2 separate regions of the Pan troglodytes genome follow, and region 1 is linked to region 2. A link is a contact called in public HiChIP or PLAC-seq data. All regions are on one chromosome and are shown on one strand. The core of a region is the stretch at or near the end of the contact, and the rest is flanking DNA. Distances in the headings are between cores, read along the strand shown.

The links. HiChIP or PLAC-seq counts read pairs in DNA pulled down with a chosen protein or histone mark.
Region 1: a contact with region 2 is called in an H3K4me3 HiChIP or PLAC-seq map of stem cell-derived excitatory neurons, with 5 times the contacts expected there. The contact joins the promoter of RAB32 here to the promoter of GRM1 in region 2.

Annotation. Positions count from the first base shown.
Region 1 is chr5:158,432,850-158,435,756 of NHGRI_mPanTro3-v2.0_pri, reverse strand. RAB32 (RAB32, member RAS oncogene family) reads right to left here and starts at 1,622. Exons shown (of 3, transcript XM_001161467.7): 1 at 1,253-1,622. The coding sequence starts at 1,502.
Region 2 is chr5:157,910,414-157,913,240 of NHGRI_mPanTro3-v2.0_pri, reverse strand. It overlaps GRM1 (glutamate metabotropic receptor 1), which reads right to left and starts at 1,493. Exons shown (of 8, transcript NM_001164701.1): 1 at 794-1,493. The coding sequence starts at 1,493.

The DNA.
Region 1 (2,907 bases), core at 373-2,872, 520 kb before region 2:
CAGCTCCCATTCTAATGCTGTACTGCAGACTGTGCTTCTTAACACCTGTAATGATTGAACAGAGTAATTTTCGTACTTTTTTTTTTTTTTTTTTTTTTCTGAGATAGGGTCTCACTCTGTTGACCAGGCTGGAGTACAGCAGTGAGAACACAGCTCACTGAAGCCTTGACCTCTCCTAGGGTCAAGTGATCCTCCTGCCTCAGGCTCCTGAGTAGCTGGGACTACAGGCACGCACGACCACACTTGTCTAATTTTTTGTATGTACGTATGTATATATGTATGTATGTATTTTGTAGAGACAGGGTCTCACTAACAGCCCAGGCTGGTCTCGAACTCCTGTGCTCATGCGATCCTCCAGTCTAGGCCTTCCAAAGTGCTGGGATTACAGGCGTGAGCCACTGGCGCTTGGCTTGGTACCATTTCTATGAACTTTCCAATAGTTAACATCATCTTTAAAACGCCCACTCCCAACCACCACACCAGGCAAAGTTCAAGTGTTCATAAATCAGAGCAGAGGGAAATGTACCCCCTCAAACAGAACAAATGAAAGCAAATGGCAGAGAAACACTGTATTGAGGAGTGGGGGGGGTGGCGGGGGGGGGGGCGAGGGCACCAGGGATGGGACTAGGTGTTGGTTTAGCAAGAGAGGAAGGGGTGAGTGTAAGGTTTCAGAAAAGCTTTCCCAAATCTTCACGGAGTGTCTGTCCTCGGCTTCCGATGAGAGCAAAGTATTTGAGGAATGGAGTTTCCCTCACAAAGGCCAGTCTCAGAGCCAAGGCGGGTGGTGGAAAATGATCTGGAAAGGAACCTGGCTTTTGGTCTTGGTGATGTCACTAACTAGGAGTGCAGCTTCGGGTTAAGTCACCCAATCCCTCTGAACTTGAGTTGAGGCTGAGAGGCGCCGGCCCGCTCCAAAGCAGGCTTCTCAACTAGTCCTGGTGTATGTATGATATACTTGCATTATTCAGAGTTCAAACTTCTGGAAAAGACCCCCTGGCCTCCTCGCCTCCCTTCAGGAGAGCGAGCTCTGGCGTGCAGGACCTGCTCCAACTCCTACTGCCCATCCCATCCTCTGGGCCCCACCGAGTCCAGCCGACCGCGTCCATCGCATCTCGCCCTTGGATTGGGCCTCTCTCTTCTCCTAAAGGTACCCAGGCAGACGAGTTCAGGCAGAAAAGAAAAAGAAAAGAGGCAGAGAGGAGCCAGGCGGCCCGGCGGGGCTCTGGAGTGGGAAACTCGCGGCCGCGCTTACCCGCGATGTCCCACAGCTGCAGGCGCACCAGAGTCCTGCTGTCCCAGTTGAGGACCTTGAGGGCGAAGTCCACCCCGATGGTGGCCCGGTAGTGCTGGGAGAAGAGCTGGTGGACGTAGCGCTTGATGATGCTGGTCTTGCCCACGCCAAGCTCGCCGATCACCAGCACCTTGAAGAGGTGCTCGCGGGTCTCGGGCGCTGGGGCGGCGGCCGACCCCAGGCCGGGGTCCCCGGCTCCCCCGCCCGCCATGAGCGCTGCGGCTGTCGGGCGCGCCTCGGCTCCGAGTCTGGCCCCCTGCCCGGCCTCGCGCTCTGCCGCCGCGCCCCCGGCGGCCGCGGAAACTCCCCCGAGGCCGGCCAGCCCTCCGCCGCGCCCGCTGACGCCGCCTGACCGGTCACAGGACCCAGAACCCGCCAGTGCTCGCGGCCCGGGCGGGGCCGGACGAGGGCTGGGCCGGACGAGGGCAGGGCCGGACGAGGGAAGGGCCTGGCGCCGGCTTGGGGAGGACCCTGCGCGAGGCGGCTCCCGCCCTGCGCCTCTGAAGCCCGGCCGGGCCCAACTGGACTTCCTCTCCCGGGCGGCGCCTCCGAAGCCCGGCCGGGCCCAACTGGACTTCCTCTCCCGGGCGGCGCCTCCTGGCGGTCGCGGCGCGGAGGGAGGCCCAGACGCCCGCTGGTGGGCCTCCGGGGAGCCGGCCTGGAGCCTTTATGGGCCCCGGAGGTTCACTGGGGGCCTGAGGAGGCGCCGAGGTCGCTGAGCGCCCCCCGGGGCCGGGGTCGGCGTGGGGTCCGGGCCCAGCCTGGAAGCCTCTGGCCTGGAAATCCACCTCCTGCCCTACTCTCCCCGCAGGGAGAGCCACACTTGCGGGCCTTGGCTTGGGTCGCGAGCAGTCCCCTTTAGATGGGAAAGGAAGTGGCACCGTGACTTTGAACTTAACGAAGGACGGATAACACTGGGCTGGTAGTTCTGTTTTTAACTTTTTGAGTGAACCTCCGTAGGGTTTTCCATAATGGCTGTTCCAGTGCACATTCCCACCACCAGTGTACAAGGTTCCCTTTGCTCCGCACATCACCGACACTTACTATCGCTTATCTTTTTTATAACAGTCATCCTAGCAGGTGTGAGGAGATACCTAGTGGCTTTTCCCTGTTCATTAGTGATTTTGAGCGCCTTTTCTTATATCTGTTGGCAATTTGTACTTCCTCTGGAAAAAAAAAAAAGTCCATTCAGATCCTTTGCCCGTTAGTTAACTGGGTGTTTTATTTATTTATTTTGGCTGAGTTCTGTGAACGTAATGTATTTTGGATATTAACCCCTTATCAGATATATGGCTCACAAATATTTTCTCCCAATCTATAGGCTGTTTTTTCATTTTGTTGATTATTTCCTATGCGGTGCAGAAGCATTTTAGTTGGATGAAGTCCCATTTATCTAGGTTTGCTTTGGTTGCCTGGGCTTTTGGTGTGATATTGCAAAAATCGTTGCTAAAGCCAGTGACCCAGCTATCCCTCTTCTGGGTGTATACCCAAAGGAAATGAAATCAGGATCTCAGAAATCGCTCTCAAGTTCATGCAGCATTATTCACAGTTGCGAAGATTTGGAAACAACCAAAGTGTCTGTTAACGATGAATGGATAAAGAAATTGTAATACATA
Region 2 (2,827 bases), core at 244-2,743:
TATAACTGATCTAACTTTAATTCTAATACGTAAGTTCATTGTGTTAGAAGAAAAAAGACTAGAAACCAAAACTCAAATCCAAGTGGTCACCAGTGTTATTTCTCATAAAACAAGATAATTCTTGGGGGAGTGAGGGAATCTGGATGATTTTAGCCTATAAAGTAAGAAGAAAATACATTATTTAAATTACTTACTTTTTCTTTGTAACTAAGGTACTCCAGAAATAAAAATATAAGTTTCTGATATACTGAGGGAGATGACTGCATTAATCCTACATTCACAGGAAAGTTTTGGATATGTAAGAAGGGGTACAAGAGGACAAAGAAAATCTTCGACTGTTAAAGAAAGATAAAGCTTTGAAGTCCTATTTGTGGAATAGTAACTTCTTTTTGCCAATCACTCACACTGAATTAACTCATTACACCTGGAAAGTCATAGCCAGTCACTGAAGGGCAATATAACACCTTGGACAAATAAGCCTTCCAAACGCAAACTCAAAATATGAGGGTAAACAAGTATTCAAGTCAAATCTACTGCTGGACACTTTGCATGGAAAGTTTGATACCCTTTCAGCTCCTACTATCCTCAGATATTCTATGGGGTACAATTTTCCTACACTATAATTGTAAGGAAATGAGAATAAAAGGCAATGCCTGGGTGGGCAGTACTGAGAAGGGTAAACTCCGTTCCCCACAGTGCTAGAAATAAACAGGAACAATACTATGATCCCAGAAGCACATCATGCATTGCCCTGACTTTCTCAGTACCCTTCTTTCCCAAATATAATGCCTACCTTCCGTGTGGACTGCAGAGACATAGGTCCAATTGTAACGTTTGACTATGTCAAGCATGGCCCTTGCCTGCAAAGTGTCAGAAGGGACAACCCTCAGGAAGTATTTGTACAAAGTTTTGTCACTCAGGTCGATGCTTGTAGCTGAATAAGCGATCTGGGGGATGTCGAAGAGCTGGAGCAGGTTCTGCACTTGAATGGCTACAGAGCTGGAGCCGGGACCGATCACTCCCGCAATGGGCTTCTTAGTTCTGCCTGGGGGGAGGGACTGGCCGTCAGGCAGGCACCGGTTGATCCCATCCTTCTCATCTCGAATGGAAATCAGAGAGTCCCTAATGAACTCAATGCTCTGTTCCAGAGCCACGGAAGAGTGCCAGCAGGAGTCCCGGATCTCACTGCCCAGGGTGATGTTGGGCAGGAGGACCGGGTCCGCGTTGATCTTATCCAACGTGTGGAACATGGCCTCCACCCTCTGGATGCCATACTGCTCCCTGATCTCCCCACACTTCCTCTCGGGCACTTTCTCGGCCGGAGGCTGGTGATGGACTGAGAAGAGGGCTCCAATGATGACATCTCCGTCCATTCTGGCCACCGAGCGCTGAGACGACGCTCCTGCCAGCAACACTTTCCTGCCGGGGCTTCTGGGGAGAAGGGACACCTCCAAAAAGATCGCTGGGAAAAAAAACAAGAGGAGCCCGACCATGGTGGTGAGGACGAGGTCCACAGCCTGCCAGCCGCGTTCCCACGCTGGTCCCGCTGCAGGCTCCCGGCGCGCACCCCCAAGACGCCCAGCGCCGCCTCTCCCGGAGTGGTGCCCCTCGCCAACAATGGTCGTCCAAGGCCTTTGCCTCCTCCACCACCGCCTCCTTCCCCTTCGTCTCCTCCTCTGGGTCCTCCACGACCGCCTCTACAAGCTGGAGGCGTTTGTAAGGGAATTCGAATCCCCGTTCTTCACCGGTAGTGCATCAAGGTAAATTGATCAAGAGTACAGTGGAAGTCGTGTAGGCAGCGGTGAGCTAGATGCTGCTGACAAAAGACAGAGAAAAATCACAACCTTGTCATCAGAGGACCTGTGTTAAAACTCTGGGGTCTGTAATGTTAACAGTTGCCTTGTCCGTTTCATTTCGGCACATCCTGATATCGGCTGCAGGAACAGCTTGGAGCGCAGCTGTGGTCACTGAGGAAGGCGGGGTGTCCTGCCCCCTCTGTCCTCACGGGTCCAGGCGGCGCAGAGCCCCGCCAACTCGCCCGCTCCTCCAACCTTAAGTCGTTTCCTGGTCCCCTAAAAACTGTCATGCTTTCTAACTTGGAGGGCTGTGGGGAAGGTGAGCAGAGAGGAGGGGAGGAGCTAGGTCCTTCAACCCAAGAGAACTTTCCGGATTGGAAAAGATCAACTTTTTTTCAGAAGAAAATTTGGAAACTCATTGTAAAGGTGGAAGCGCGACTTTAAAATAAATGTAAACAAAGGATGCACCTTTTACTTTAATTTTGAGGGGTTGAAGAAGCCCTGACATACAATCAGCTGTAAATATAAATTTGCCAGCTTGAAGAAAATCCACATTAGTTACTAAGGCAACGCCTGGTAAAGTCTCCGTATGGAGGAGTTTGGTATGTTTCCCCCCTAAGAAGTCAGGCTTGCTGTGTATGTTCAAGAAGAAGGGGTGCAGATAAGGTAACTTGTTTCCCGCGGTGGGTGGACGGGTTAGAGGGGGTCTTGCGCTTGCTTTGGGGTTTGCATAGTTGCTAGAAAGGGAACGGAGGGGAGCTTCCGGGTTGCTCTCGCCGCGGCAGCCTGAGCCCTGCCGCCTTCAGGACCCTGGACAGTGCTCGGTCCAGCCAGACATTCCTCGGCAGGGCTGCAAGGGACGCTTTGACCAGTGAGTTGCAATTCCCTGACCCGCTTTGCTCTTTCAACCTCCCTCCTCTGAGTTCTTTACCCATACACACACATACACACACACACACACACACACACACACACACACTCCCTTCCACTCGAGTCCCCACCGCCCCTCCGCCCTCATTCTCGTCACCTTG